Regions from separate parts of the Callithrix jacchus genome. Here region 2 is linked to region 1. The links are chromatin contacts, called in public Hi-C maps. All regions are on one chromosome and are shown on one strand. Each heading gives the region's core, a stretch centred on a gene start, on an enhancer-like site or on the middle of the called end of the contact. The rest is flanking DNA. Distances are from core to core; before and after follow the strand shown. Region 1 holds the start of SNAI1 (snail family transcriptional repressor 1). Region 2 holds the start of PEDS1 (plasmanylethanolamine desaturase 1).

What was found. Hi-C and Micro-C count contacts between places; a contact is called where the count stands out from the background.
Region 2: a Hi-C map of skeletal muscle shows a contact between it and region 1, with 4 times the contacts expected there. The contact joins the promoter of PEDS1 here to the promoter of SNAI1 in region 1. A contact is called at or near these places in 3 of 3 Hi-C or Micro-C datasets (induced pluripotent stem cells and skeletal muscle).

The regions. Positions count from the first base shown.
Region 1 is chr5:45,523,381-45,531,065 of calJac240_pri, reverse strand. SNAI1 (snail family transcriptional repressor 1) reads right to left here and starts at 4,500. Exons shown (of 3, transcript XM_035298914.3): 1 at 4,339-4,500; 2 at 3,131-3,658. The coding sequence starts at 4,420.
Region 2 is chr5:45,691,669-45,699,353 of calJac240_pri, reverse strand. PEDS1 (plasmanylethanolamine desaturase 1) reads left to right here and starts at 2,617. Exons shown (of 6, transcript NM_001205088.2): 1 at 2,617-2,894. The coding sequence starts at 2,774. LOC118153630 (a long non-coding RNA gene) reads right to left here and starts at 2,543. Exons shown (of 7, transcript XR_004742985.3): 1 at 2,009-2,543; 2 at 1,746-1,875; 3 at 1-561.

The DNA of each region.
Region 1 (7,685 bases), core at 3,251-5,750:
TGACTGCACACTTTTACTGATTGGTCCTACTGTCACTCAATCCTACAGTGGTCCTCATTTCAGAGAGGGTGAAACCGAGGCCCAGAAGTAGCATGTTCAGGGTCCCCTGGCAGGACCCCAAAGCCTCTGATTTCACCCACTGTCCTTACTGCCTTCAGTCAACGGACGATGTGGCTGGTGTGCCTTGTGGTCCTGGAGTCACTCCTTGATTTATTTTGTTGGGGGCCAAAGCTAGAGTCAGCCTTACTAGGCCTCCCCACCCCCACTGCAAGGTGGTTAGGCCACCCCCGGGCCCGGCCAGCATCCTGCTTTGCTCACCACCCCACCTCCTGTGCCGAAATCCCAAATCTCCTTGTCTGTTCTCCAATGAGGCCGAATCCCATAAGGGCAGGGGCTTCCCTGAGTCCATTTAAGCCCAGCCCAGGGCCTGGGCCCCTTTCTACCACCCAAGAGGCTACAGAAACCAGTGCCCATGACACACCAACTGCCTGGCTAAGGCTGTGTTGGGAACTCAGTCCTCAATAAGCCCTTAGAGAAGAAATAAGTATTCTTAAAAATAAAAAGGCCTCAGAGGAGCCTGCCCCTTACTCGTGCCTCATCACAATCTCTGCTCCAACCAAAAGCCTACAGTTCCAAAAACACCAATCAGGTTGTTTTGTCTTTTTTTGGGGACACAGCATTTTCCAAACAAAAAGTAATAATAGTTACTCTTTAAACAGAAACCTATGGAGGCCAGGTGTGGTGGCTCATGCCTGTAATCCCATCACTCTGGGAGGCCGAGTGAGGCAGGAGAATTGATTGAAGCCAGGAGTTTGAGACCAGCCTGGGCAACAAAGAAAGACCCTGTCTATAAAATTTTTTTTAAATTATTGAGCTCCTACTATGTGCTACACACTATTCTATAATACTGAACAGTCTTTTTAAAAAATATGCAATTCTCCTATCCCTTCACACCCAGTCCGATATGCCCTAAGGCCAGGGCTGGCTGTTAAATCCCAGTGCTGGATGAAATTTAAGAGCTGGGAGTGAATTAATTCCATCAACTCCTGGGTACCTAGGGTGCTTCACTGAGCTAGCAGGGTAGGAGGGAGTCCAGAGGATGCTTCCAATGGGACCTATACATTCAACAGGGACCTACGGAGAGCCTGAGAGCTGGGCTCAGTCTCTGGAAATGTACCACTCCACAGGGTGGGGGACCTAGGGGATGGGGGAGGGGATGGCTGGGAGAGCATACTACTCCACTCTGCCATTACTCCGCACGTTGGGCCTGCAGGGTTTGTTGATTGCATTCTGAGTCTTCATGTGAAAGAGAAAGTTAAGTTCTCACTTGTGAACTAAGGGCTGACTCTGGAGATCTGGTAAAGGGGCTGGAGTCCATTCGTAAGACTGGGCGGGTTATGATGGTACCCCCTTCCCAGGGCTGTGGTGAGCCTGAGCACTGCCTCCTGCACAGTAAGTGCTTTAAGTGTGATGGCACACACACGAACAAAAGAGAAAGGAGACGTTCTAGGACATACATGATGGGCTCTGGGAGTGGGGCTGTGTGCACATGCAGGAGTCGAAGACTACACTTCTCAGATCCCGCGCCCCGCAGACGCCTTCATGGTTCTCCTGGCAAGTGTGAAATCGGCACCAGGCCGGCGGGGACAAAGGCCACCGAGGGGGGCACCGTACATGCGATACCCCCGGATTAAAGGGGCCTGCCATGCACTGGGCCAGCAGCTGCGACTGGAACAGGTGCTGGGCACCGCTGCCCCATGCACCTGCTCTGCTCCTCCCAGCCCCCACCCACTGGGCCCACCATTAAGGCACACAATGGGAGTCAATGAGGACAGCAGTGATACATTTCTGTGTCCCAGCCGTGCCTTTACATTAAAATAATGCCGGATTGGGGGCAAGGGAGGGGGGACAGCAGAGCAGCACCCTGAGGGGTTCAACGCTCCCAAAATAGAGCCCTGTGAGCTAGGCAGGCACCCAGAAGGCCAGGCAGTTGGACCTTTACATGTTAAAATCAGGGCTAAGGGTGCACAAAGGAAGAGAAATGGGTAGCCTTAGTTGAGTAAGATGCCAATAAAGCCTGCAAAAGGCCAGGCCTTCCAGACACCGCACTGACCCTCACCACTCCGAGGTCAGGTGCTGGGTCAGGAAATGGCAGAACCTGCCCGGGGTGAACCCCTGGAATCTCCTCTCTCAACCGTCACTCTCCAGAGCAGCTCTGGGCATGGTGGTCACCACCATTCAAGTTCTAAAAAGTTCTACCTTTTCTCCACGTCCAGAAAGTTTCCTACGCATTTAGTAAATTTTCAAGACACCAAGACATGATTGCGCTGTCTGCCCCAAAGATGCCTTTCCTGGTCTGCCAGATAGGACTGAGTGGGGGTGGGGAAGCAGACCAGAGAACCACCAGGTATGATAAATTACTGCAAAGTGATTAGCATAAAGTGATTATCAACCTTCACAGTCACTCTCTAAAACTTACCTATCATAATCCTCCCCTGAGGCTCAGAGAGGTTAAGTTGCTTGCCCAAAGTCACACAGCAGGGAAGCCGAGCAAACGGCAAGGAAGCATTTTTGTGAGCATTTAGCAGGTACCAGGCACTTTGCCAGGTGCTTCCCATACGCATTCCTGCATTTAGCCTGCATAGAAACCCCATAGGCTGTTCTCATGCCCATCTGAAAGATAGGGAAAATGAGGCTCACAGAAGTGAAACATCAGACCAAGCTTTGAGAAAGTTCTCAAAGCAGGATTCAGAGCCAGGTGGGGGGGGGGTCTGACAACATCCTGTCTGGCTAGGGAGGGGTGGATCAGGAGAGGGTGGGGCCAGGCGGACCCCTTCGCACCTGGCCACCACCACAAGGTGCTGGTGGCACCTTTCCCATATCCAGCTCCTACCCATTTGGCTGAGAAGCTGGCTGCAGGGGATTGGAAAGGTGTCTGCTTTGCCCATCTGCTTAGCTGATGAAGGAACATTTCTGCCAAACGTTTCCAGAGAGCCGGGCCCCTGAACTTGAGTTAGAAGTTAGGAGACTCGGGGCCTCCGTGTCTACAACTTTGAGAATGAGAAAAGTAAGCCCAGATTCACAAAAGCTGGCAGAGAAAGCAGTGGGGCGGGCCAGGAGGGGCACTTACCAGTGTGGGTCCGGACGTGGCCTTGCAGCAGCCAGGGCCTAGAGAAGGCCTTCCCACAGGTGCCACAGACGCAGGGCAGCGTGTGGCTTCGGATGTGCATCTTCAGGGCACCCAGGCTGAGGTATTCCTTGTTGCAGTATTTGCAGTTGAAGGCCTTTCGAGACTGGAGATCCTTGGCCTCAGAGAGCTGGGCCAGCTGCTTGGGCACTTGGACCAAGCCTGGGAAGACAGCATAGGCCTCGGCCTCCAAGGAAGAGGCCGAAGTGGAAGAGAAGGACGAAGAAGCCGGTGAGGGTGGGCTGGGGGGCTGGGAGCCTTTCCCGCTGTCCTCATCTGACAGGGAGGTCAGCTCTGCCGCCCTGGGGCTCTCCTGGGCCCGAAGGGAGGCCCAGGCAGTTGGCTGGGCTTGGGGGGCCAGGACAGAGTCCCAGATGAGCGTTGGCAGCGAGGCCGTGGGGTTGAGGATCTCCGGAGGTGGGATGGCTGCCAGCAGGTGGGCCTGGTCATAGGGCTGCTGGAAAGTAAACTCTGAGGGAGAAAGAGCAGAGTCAGGCGTTAATTAAATCATTCACTCAATCAACAAACTAGAGCCCACCGCTGGCCAGGGGCTGGGTGAGGCTGACTCTCAACACATAATTAGATCAATAAAATTATCCATAGGGCAGACCAAATTCCTGCCCTCCTCGCCCAGGTCACCCAACCTGAGTCTCTCACAGGTAGGACCCCCAGTTGAAGAGGGTCATTTCCAGATCTCGGTCTCCTGAGTCCCAAGTCCCCAGCCTGAAGCCAGAAGCCCATTACCCCAGCCCCCGAGCCACCACTCCACCCCAGTCCCCCTCCTCACACACATCTGGTCTCTCCACCCCTCTCCTCAACACTCTGGACTCCGGACTCTCCCCAGCAGCGTCCGGCGGGCCCTCCTGGCACAGGCCTCCTTCCCCTCGGGAGCTCCTGCGCCTCTCGCAGGCTACAAAGGCCCCCCAAGCGCAAGACCCCTGCCCGCTACACGGCACCCCCCAAACCACTCAGATAGATCCCTGGGACTGGAGACCTACCTGCCCGGTCTCCCGAGCCCGAGCCCTCAATGCTCCACAAAACATCCTGCGAATCGATCCTGGCCCAAGCAGGCCGCCTCCTTCAGGTGCCCCCCACGCAGCCTTCGCCTGTCTCCCCCAAATCTCCTGGAGCCCGGGACCCCTCCAACGCACCTGGATTAGAGTCCTGCAGCTCGCTGTAGTTAGGCTTCCGATTGGGGTCGGAGGGCTTCCTGACAAGAAAAGAGCGCGGCATGGTGGCCAACGCACCGGGGTCGCCGAGTCGCTCAGAAGTAGCGCAGGAGAACCACCGCTTAGGCCGTGCCGCGGCGCAATGAGTGCACCCGCGCCGCCAACTCCCTTAAATACTCCAGGGGGCGGCAGGGGAGGGGTCTTATCTGCCTCGCCCCTTTGTCACCTCAGCACCAATCGGAGGCACGTCTCCGCCGAAGGCCACGCCTCGAGCAGGTGCGCCGGGGGCGGACCCGGCTCGCGCCGCGTGGCGCTGGGAGCCCGGGCGGAGGCTCCTGCAAGGCGGGGTTCGGGAGCGCAGCGCTGGTCGTTCCCAGTGCTGGGGCTGTCCGGGGCGGGACATCGGGCGCATTTAGGCCCCTGCGAGGCGGGACCCCTCGCACCCACCCGCTCAGCGCCCCACGGTCGGAGCGCTTCTGACGCCCCCTGGCGCTGCGCGCGGGCCGGGACACCTGACCTTCCGAAGCCCGCCCCCGCCTCGGGCTTGGGAGGGGGCGGAAATTTCCTCCGCCCGGCTGGCGCCTGGAGAGCGTGGCATTGAGGAGGGAAATGCATATTGCTGGGGAGGATGCGAGGAAACGGACACTACACGTGGCTCTTGGCAGCATGAAATGCCATGGCTTTTTTGCAAAGCAGCCTAGCGAAGTGCGCCCGTTCCTTCCCTTAGCCAGTGTTTACGGAGCGTCCAGCACGTGTGGGGCACTGTACCTGGGGCCGGGGCACAGCCCTGGACAGGACACTCAGAGCCTCTCTCGAAGTTTAGCTACCCGTCCAATGGGGGAGACAGCTGAAGTAAACAGACAATTACAATGCAAAGGGAAGTGTGCTTTGGTGGGGGAGAGACGGGACGCGGCGACCGTTAAGAGGCGGGTCACCTGACAGGGGGTCGGGGTGACTGCCCAGAGGAAGTGAAGAATTATCAAGGGGAAAGGCCCGAGGGAAGAACTGGCAACTGCTTCCGAGTAACTCCTGGAGAGCAGCTCCCAGGGATGGGGTGGGGTGGGCAGGCCCGGAGGGGTCAGATGTGAGGAATCTGGACTTTGCCTCAAGGGCACTGGGGAGCCACCGAAGGATTTTCAGCTGAGGAGGTACCTGGTTAGAGTTTCCTTGAAAAAGATCCCCGTAGGCCGGCAAAGAGTTGGGATGAGGCCGGTGTGTCTCCTGAGCCCTTTGAAGATCCCCATCCTGTCTACAGGCTCTCACGGCTCCTAAGGGACCCTGACTGAATGTATGTGTGGTGGGCCCAGGTGAGGAGCAGCTGCACCCCTACCCCAGCTTCCCTGGAGGCATGCCAGGCCCAGGGGTGGTGCTGAAATAAACCCCACAGGTCTCGCCATGCCTGTTTCCATCTGTGAAGGAAGACCATGAACACCTTTACGCACCCTCCCCCCAACCAACAACAACTCGAAGGGCAGGACTATTGTCTGTTTTGGTCACTCGGTGCCAGGTGTAACAGCAGTGAGCACAACCATCCTCCCCTGGTTCTAGTTGGAGAGTGGGAGTAGGGTGGGGGAGACAGGCAACAAGTAGTCATTAGGCAGAATACTACCCCTCCCATGTCAATTTAGCTTCAATCAGGATCCTCTCCTTGAATCTAGAGTGAGGCCAGGTCACCCCCTCCTCTGCTCAAACCCTCCCATGTGCCGAAATCCTCTCCTTGGCCAGTGCGGCCCTGCTGCTCTGACCCCAGCTGACCTTGGCTTGAGCCTCTCTCCCTCTTCCAAGCACAAGGATCCCGCCCCCAGCCTTCCTTCTGTGCCTCCAACATCCCAGACCTTTCCCACCTTGGCACCTGCTGTTCCTCCTCCTCTCCCCTAAGCCTTTTGCTTCTAGATCTTCCCGCTGGCTGGCTTTCACTGTTTGTTTCAGGAGCAATGTCACCAACTGCTCAGCCTCATTTAGTAAAGAGAGAAATGGCACATTCACAGTGAGATGCCATTTCACGCCCATCCGAAGGACAACAAGGAAAAATGTGGTCACCGTCAAGTGTGGATGAGGAGGTGAGGACAGGCAAGAGTGTCGGTGGACACAGTCACTTTGGAAAAGTTTTGCATCCGCTCGTAACAGGTGACTCTCCTCTCCCAGCAAGTCCGTCCTCGAGCCAACTGCATCCCAGGGGTTCTCAGTTCTGGCAACACATTAGATCCCCATAGGGAAGGATTAAAACACCTAAGCCTCTGCCCACCCACCCCCACCGACATCCTGATTTATTAGTTTGGGTGGGTCCTCTGGCATCAGCATTTTTAAAAACTCCCCTTGGGATTATAATGAGCAAGGTTAAGAACTGCTATCCAGCCCCAAACCCAGAAAAAAAACACAAAAGGATATTGCACCCTCGTTCCTAATAGCAAAAAATCAAAAACAAAACTGGATACAACACAGCTGTTTATCAACAGTAGAATGGATGAATGAACAGTGGTGCAATCCTCTAATAGAATACTATACAGCAACAAAAACCAACCACAGCTTCGTGCAGCCACAAGGATAAATCTCAGAAACAAAGTGTGGAGCAGAAGTCATAAACAAATGCATAGTTATTTGGATTTGCATGAGGTTTTGAAGCAGGCAGATTTAAACCCTACATTATTTAAGGATGTATGTGGGGGTTGTAGAATTAGAAAGAAAAGCAAGGAAGTGCTTTTTTGTTTTGTTTTTGAGACAAGGTCTTGCTCTGTCACTCAGGCTGGAGTGCAGTGGCACGATCACGGCTCACTGCAGCCTGGAACTCCTGGGCTCAGCCTCCCAAAGTGCAGGGATTACAGGGGTGAGCCACCGCGCTGGCTGCAAGGAGATGTTTGATACAAAATTCTGAAGAGCGGTTGGTGGGGAAGGGAGGCAAGAACAGGCTGCACATGAAGTTTCTAGAATTTTGGTAATAATCTGTTTCCTAGGCAGAGTGGGATCTTTATTATTAATACACTGTACACAGACTGTTTATTTTACAACATCTTCATGACATTCAGTGTACATAGACAATTTAAACACTTTTAGAGATGAATGATATATTTAACACAAAAAATGTAAGTCACCTCCTCAGGGGAGCCTCCCCTGATCACCCTAGCTAAAGTAGGATCCACCCCTGCCCAAGAACCCACCTTTTTTATTTACCCCCCTTTCTTCACTGAGACGCGCTACCATGCCTGGCTAATTTATTTTTTGTAGAGATGGGGTCCCGCTATGTTACCCAGGCTGGTCTCGAACTCTGCGGCCCAATCGATTCTCCCTCCTTGGCCTCCCAACTTGGTGAGATAACAGGAGTGAGCCACCGC
Region 2 (7,685 bases), core at 1,368-3,867, 170 kb before region 1:
ATCAAGACCATCCTGGACAACATGTCAAAACCCCGTCTCTACTAAAAATACAAAAATTAGCTGGGCATGGTGGTGTTCCTGTAGTCCCAGCTACTTGGGAGGCTGAGGCAGGAGGATGGCTTGAACCCAGGAGGCAGAGGTTGCAGTGAGTCAAGATCATGCCACTGCACTCCAGCATGGTGACAGAGCAAGACTCCATCTCAAAAAAAAAAAACTAAGTCAGATCATGTCATTCCTCTACTCAAATCCCCACAAGGAAAGGACTGCCCAGCTGATTTCAAGTTAGCGGCTCTCCCATGTTTTTTAGGTCTTGGATCCAATGTCATTTTCTTGAACAGGACTTCCCTAACCTCCACCCCCACCTCCCAAAACAGCAAGGATTCTGTCATGTTCATGTTCCCTGCTGTTTTCCTGGGTCAGATTGGTGTTTAATACACGTGTTCAGTGAATAAATGAAGGAATGAGTTATCTCAGGCAGTCTGTCCATCAGCCATCTGGTGCTGGCCACTGAGAGGGTCTCCGGATACCAGCAGTAACCAGCCACCCTATCCCGTTTGGAGGCTGTGAGACACAAGCAGAGAGTTTTAGAAGGTGTTTACCTGAAATCTGACATCCAGCGCCCACCAAAGCCACCACCCCCCCCTGCCTTAAGCTCCTGGGTTAAAAACTCCCAACTGTTGAATTAACTGAGCTGTTAATAAATGATGCAAGATAGCCAGGCTCAGTGGCTCATGCCTATAATCCCAGCACTTTGGGAGGCTGAGACGGGAGGATCACCTGAGATCAGGAGTGTAAAACCAGCCTGGCCAACATGGTGAAACTCTGTGTCTACTAAAAATACAAAAATTAGCCGCGTGCAGTTGTGGGCGCCCGTAATCCCAGCTACTCTGGAGGCCGAGGCCAAGAATTGCTTGAACCTGGGAGGCGGACATTGCAGTGAATCAAGATCGCACCATGGCACTCCAGTCTGGGCAACACAGCAAGACTCCATCTCAATAATAATAACAAATAAATAAATCATGCAAGACCAGACAGCTTCACCATAATTCACCAGGACGGGGGCTGCAACCTGTACCTGCCACTGGAAAGTGGCTTTTCCTTCCTGGGAGGAAGTGTGGGAAAGAAACGGAGGGAGCATAGCATAAGAAACGCAGGCCCTGATTGGCTGTGGCTGTCCAGGGGGAGAATCTGGATTCTGGAAGGGGATTTTACCTCCCCTCTCTGCTCCTCACAGCACCTCTCAGGACCTTCCACAGCCTCTAGGGTGGCTCCTATATGATCACACTGTATGGATTTTTCTTTTTCTTTTTTCTTTCTTTTTTTTTTTTTTTTTTTTTTGACAGTTTTGCTCTCGTCGCCCAGGCTGGAGTGCAATGGTGCAATCTCAGCTCACCGTAACCTTCACCTCCCGGGTTCAAACGATTCTCCTGCCTCAGTCTCCCGAGTAGCTGGGATTACAGCATGCGCTGCGACACCCGGTTAATTTTTGTATTTTTAGTAGAGACAGGGTTTCACCATGTTGGCCAGGCTGATCATAACCTCAGGTGATCCGCCAGCCTCGGCCTCCCAAAGTGCTGGGATTACAGGTTTGAGCCACCGCGCCGGGCCTGTATGGAATTTCTATGCGCAATTATTGTGTACTTTGTTGTCGGTTAGACCTGGGGTAAAAATCCCTGCTGCTGTCATTTATCTGCTGAAGTATGGAAGACATCTGGCTGAGCCTTCATCATTCAACAAGCACTTACTGAGCTCCACCATGTCCCAGTCCCGATCCTGGCACAGGGCTCAGCTGTCGGCAAAGCTGTTCTCTGCTCTCAGGAGCTTGCTCTCTGATGTGAGAGACAGGGACTGCAAGCTCATTGCCCACCACAAGCGCTGTGAAGAGAAAACAGGGTGATGTCACAGTGACTGGAGGAGGGGGCACCTTTGAGCAGTGTGGTGATGGGGGTGCTCTCTGAGCAGGCAATACCATTGATGTTTAAGGGTCAAAAAACTGTTGCTCGTCTACCTCTTGGACAGATATTAAGCGCTCAGCACATCTCATAGTGACCCCAGCTGTCATTTTCACTAGTGTACCGTCCTCTTCGTCGGGAGAACGTGAACTGGGTGGAAATGCGGGGCAGGCTCGAGGTTTCTTTGGGCGCACAGCACAGAGATGGCACACAGTCGATGAACACACACCGAAACCTCTGCACACAGTAGGGCTTGATAAACCAGCCCACGGTCCACCGGCCCTCCCTAGAGAGCGACGTACAAAGCGCGGGCCAAACACTCCCTGGCCTCGGCCCCCGCCCTGGGCCGGCGCCCTTCCCTCGCGTTCCTTGTACACAGTGGGCGCTTAACGCTGAGGGCTCAAGAAATGCCCATTTCTGGGCCCAGCTTCGGCCCATTGCATGGGCCCGTGAACCGAGGCCGAGGTGGGCGGCAACACGCTGCGAGCTCCCGGCGGGGGGCGCTGGACCCGGTAGCCCGGCCGGGGCGGAGTGGGACAGGCGGGCACACGCCTCGGCCCCACGCTCCCGCGCCCAGCTGCATCCAGCTGCAGCCCAGCCCCCGGCTCGCCGCGGTTGGTTGCGGCTCAGCGGCATCCGATTGGCCAGCGCGGCTCGGGCGCGGGCTCCGATTGGCTGTGACGCGCGGCCCAGCGAGGACCCCACCCGCGTCGCCGCCGCGCCAGGCGCTGGGCGGTCATTGGGCGGCGTGATCTCGCCGCGGTTCCGCGGCCCTGCCGCCGCCGCCAGCAGAGCGCACCGGGCGGGTCGGGCGGGTGGCCATGGCGGGCGCCGAGGACGGGCCGGGCCAGCAGCTGGAGCTGGACGAGGACGAGGCGGCCTGTTGTCGCTGGGGCGCGCAGCACGCCGGGGCCCGCGAGCTGGCTGCGCTATACTCGCCAGGTAAGACCTCCAAGCCCCCCTCCAGGCCTGCGGTCACCAGCCCGGCTTGCGGACAGCGACCCCAGATCAGAGCCCCAACCTCGGGCCCAGATGCCGAACTCCAGCCCGGGCTTCTAACTTGCAAATAGCGCCCCTAAGTCCGGGGACCCCACCCCAGCGTCCCTTCCAAACCCAAGCCAGAACCTTGGCCCCGGCGATTCCTGACTGCAAAGAGACTCCCCAGATCAAGAAGCTACCTTGAGCTCCCTGGGCGACAAACGGAACTCCCTTCGGACCCGCAGATGCGGAATCCTAGCCCCGGGGCATTCTCGATTGCGAAGAGTGCTCCTAGACTTAGAACCCCACCTCCCATCCCCCCAGGACCCAGTCCAAGCTCAAAGCTGCCCTTCAGCTATAAGCACTGCCCTCGGGCCCCTAAAAGTGACACCTCATCCCGGGTTTCTCAGATCTGGAATCTACACCCTAGTGTCTCCTCTGTGCCCTAGCCCAGGCCCTCGCTGCAAACAGTGACCTCATCTCCCTCACCTGGGAATGTCAGCCCCTGTGCCCAGGGAACCCTACCTCAGGGGCTCTCAGCTGCAGAGTGCCCCCTACACCCTTCCCCCAAAACTCCATCCTAGTGATAGCTTCAGTCGCTACAGATGGAGATCCTTTCCCCAACCCTCAGTGGGGAGCATCAGCCCTTACCCCATATTCCTGGATCCCAGGCAGTGAGGGGACTGAACATCACCCCGTATAAGCTCTCCTGTATATAAGCCCCAATTCCAGTTCTTGCCCCTCCCACGCATCCATATATTAGCCCCTTCCTTAGGACTCGGGACTGGAACCCCCATATTCCCCATACCAGATCATAAGTTGAAGTTCACCTCTCCCTCTCTGCCCCTTTCCTTCAGGCCATGGTTTCTCCCCGGCTTCTTCCTGCTTTGTTCACTGTATATGCTCCAGCAGGCACTCCCCACCCCCGTCTTCTCTGACTCCTCTGTGAGCCCTAGCCCAGGGTTAAGGAAGTGCCTTTGAGATCCCCAGATTCCGGTGACTGGGAGGCCCCTCTGCCCGGGTATCGCCATCGCTTCAAGCTTTGTTTGTCAAACATTCTGGCATCCTTCCTTTTGCTGTGGGGCAGCCACCAAGCACCACACACAGCCTTGCCTGGGGTGGGCCTGGGGTCACTAGCACCTTAGCTTCCTGCCCTCACTGGCTTGGGTTCCGTGCTGTCCCTTCCTTAAGAAGCAGCATAACCATGGGCCATTTGGGTTTCCTCTTTGGGTCCTAGACCACTCCATTCTCTGTATGTGATACTTCACACCTGACTTGGGCACCTGGTCCATACCACCATGGTTTCTTCAGGCCTATACCCAAGACACCCAGTCTGTGGACTTAAAACCTCCTCCTCTCCTGGGGTAGGCCAGGGTTAACATCCTGACTCTATTACTTATGTGACCTGGTCCAAGCCACTTTCCATCTCTGTTTTCCCTTGGTTTCCTTGCAAGTTGAAGTTTACCTGCCCCTTAGTGTCAGGAAGTGGAAGTGAGATGACCCACTGTGGTGCAGCATCTGGCATTCAGTAGGCACTCCCTGTTGTTAACACAGTCATCTGACCTTTGCTGTGGAAGATCCGCCTCACCTCTCTGGTCCTCAAACTTCCCACCTGGGAATTGAGAGTAAGAATGCAAGGGCCTCCCTCTTCAGTGTCCAGCTCTGCCTGCTCCTGTGAACCCCACCTACTTTCAGATAGCCCAAATCATTCCCAGGCATTCCGAGCCTCCCCAGGGACTGCCGTCTCCCCACTCCACCACGATCCATTGCATATCTGTCCATTTCTGGTTTCCCCGAGTACCCTTCACTCTCTGAAGAACAGCCATGCCTGAATCAGAGTCTGCAGACAGCCTGATGCCCCAAATCTGCAGTCAAAGTCCTTTATCTCTTCTAGACCTGGAGGTGGAGGAGGAAACTTGCCAAACTAGTTTCTCCAAATTTCTTTTCACTGGGCTCTCTGCCTCTGTCCCCTCACTGTGTGATCTTGGGGAAGTACTTAACCCCTCTGGGCCTGATAAAATGAGAGACTAGGTTAAATGTTTATTGAACACCTATGTTCTAGGCTCTGGGGGCAGAGTGGTGAACAAGACAGAAAAAAATGGAGCTGGTCAGGTGCGGTGGCTTACTACTGTAATCCCAGCACTTTGGGAGGCCAATGCGGGCAGATCACTTTAGGTCAGGAGTTTGAGACCAGCCTGGGCAAACCCCATCTCTACTAAAAATACAGAAATTAGCTGGATGTGGTGGCAGGTGCCCGTAATCCCAGCTACTTGTGAGGCTGAGGCAGGAGACTCACTTGAACCTAGGAGATGGAGTTCGCAGTGAGCAGAGACCACGCCACAGCACTGCAGCCTGGATGACAGAGGGAGAGGGACTCTGTCTCAAAAAAAAGAAAAAGAAAAAAACGGAGCTGGCAGTTTAGTAGAGAGCCAGGCAATAAACTCAGCAGATAACGATCTCACATCTGCAGTGGTGGCAGGCGCCATGGAACAAATGTATAGCTGGAGAGAGGGACCTGAAATGTTTGGGAAGGGCTGACATTTTAGAGAAGGGGTAGTGAAGGCCTTCCTGAGCAGGTGATATTGGGATGAAGGACTGAAGGTAGGAAGGCAGGAGGGAGGGGGCTCTGAAGATAGTTGAGGAAAGGTTGGTCCAGACCAGGGAAACAGCAAATGCAAAAGCCCTGAGGCAGGAACTTGCTGGGCACGTTTAGGGAACTTGGAGGAACTTGGAGGACACGTGTAGGCTGGTGGGAGTGGGAGAAGTTCCTGGGTTCTAGGAGCGGAATGTTTGAGATTACTGGGGCTGGAGGTGGTTTGGCACTATGACAGCTGACACCCTTAATCATGGCAATCAACACAGCCAAGTTTGACTGGGCCCTCACTGTGCTGGGCCTTTTCCTCACCTGCTCTCAGTGCATCCTGTCTATAACTGTGAGAGCGGTACCCTGATATTAACCCCATCCACAGAGGAGGAGGCTGCAGCCCTCCCAACCCCCACCCCATACATGCTCTCCCTAAAGCTCGCCCTGATCGGAGTTAGGCCTGTGTCTGCCCTTGCCTGATGGGAAGGCCAGCAGGACAGGGACTGAACCTATTTGGTTTGTTTGAAGTGCTTGGCTGCTCATGAGCACCCAGTCCACCTTTGCACCCAGTTTGAACATTTCATGAGGCTTAGAAAATGGGAGGGGCTGCCTGAGGTCACAGAGCGGGGCAGCAGCAGGGCTAGGCCTGGAACCCTGGAGCTGGGGACGGGGATGGGGTGGGGTGGGGGTGTACTAGGTTCTGTGTTGTTATGCCTCACTATCAAAGTCAGCGAGCCCGGGGAGAGTGTTCAGGAGTCAGTGGGGGCAGGTATTCCAGGCCACGAGAACAGCATGTGTGCGGTGCAGGAGGCGGAGAATGGGCCTACTATGTATAGGGAGCTGTGAGTCGTTGGAAGAGCAACATGGGGCAGAGGGAATGGTGACAGGTATAGCAGGGAAGCGGCCTTTGCCTGATTCCACAGGCCCCAGGCGTCTGGCCCAGCCGTTGAGGCATGGTCCTGTGGGACCCCAGAGCCATAAGGGTTCTGTTCTGGGCTTGAGTTTCCCAGCAGCAGCCCACCTCATGCCAGATGCCAGGGTTTGTGAAGGGCCTGGCCAGTTTGGCAGACCAGAGGGTGAGGCAGATATCCAGCTTCCCAGGAGGTCCCAGCTGAAATCTGGCCATGTGTGTGCCACTTCTCAGGTACCCCAGGCTTCAAGGGTGCAGCTTGGGGGTCCTTGATCCACCTGTCTCCCATCCAAGCCAACTGGGGGTGCCCCCTGCCCTGGGGGTTTCAGAGGGTCTTGGCACAGTGGGAGGGAAAGGTGGAGGGTGTCAGGAGTGCTGGGTGAGAGTCCTGGCCTGTATTCCCAAAGCTGAGCCTAGGGGTTCAATCCCCCAAATGGGCCTTCTGGCTGTTTTTTGTTCCTTTTGTCTCTATTTCTCATCTTTGTTGCTTTTTTTGTTTTGTTTTGTTTTGTTTTTGTTTTTGAGACAAGGTTTTGCTCTGTTACCCAGGCTAGAGTGCGGTGGAGCGATTTTAGCTCATTGCAGCCTGAAACTTGTGAGTTCAAGTGATCCTCCTGCCTCAGCCTCCCAAAGTGCTGAAATTACAGGTGTGAGCCACCACGCCCAGCCAATTTTTAATTTGTTTTTGTAGAGACAAGGTCTGGTTATGTTGCCCAGGCTGGTCTCCAACTCCTGGCCTCAAACGATCCTCCTACCTTTGCCTCCTAAAGTTCTGGGATTACAGACATGAGCTGCAGTGCTCAGCCTGTTTCTCATCTTCACATAACTCTGATTCCTTATTTGTCTCTCATCTCCTATTTGTCCCTCTGTCCATCTGTCTGTCACTCATTCCTGCCTTCTCTCTAGCTCTTGTCCCCTACTCCCTGAGGCTGAGGGTCTGCTGGTGGCCAGGGGCCCTCAAAAGTCCAGCTTCTTTGGGGCTTGTCTCTACCCGCAACCACAAGAGTTGGGCATTCCAAGCCTTTGACTGCAGCCTGCCCCTGGAAAGCAAGATGACGAAGGCATGACCCAGACCTCTTCCTAGCCCTCCATCCTACCACACAAGGCCAGCCCTTCCTCAGGCCGACAGGTGGCCACTACTGTTGGCTCAGATCTGTAATCCCTGCCAAGCCAGTGGCTGGCTCAGAAAGCAGGACCTCAGCACACAGCCAGAGGACAGCCAGGCCTCTTGTGTCCTGAGCAGTTCCCGTCCCCGCCTCCG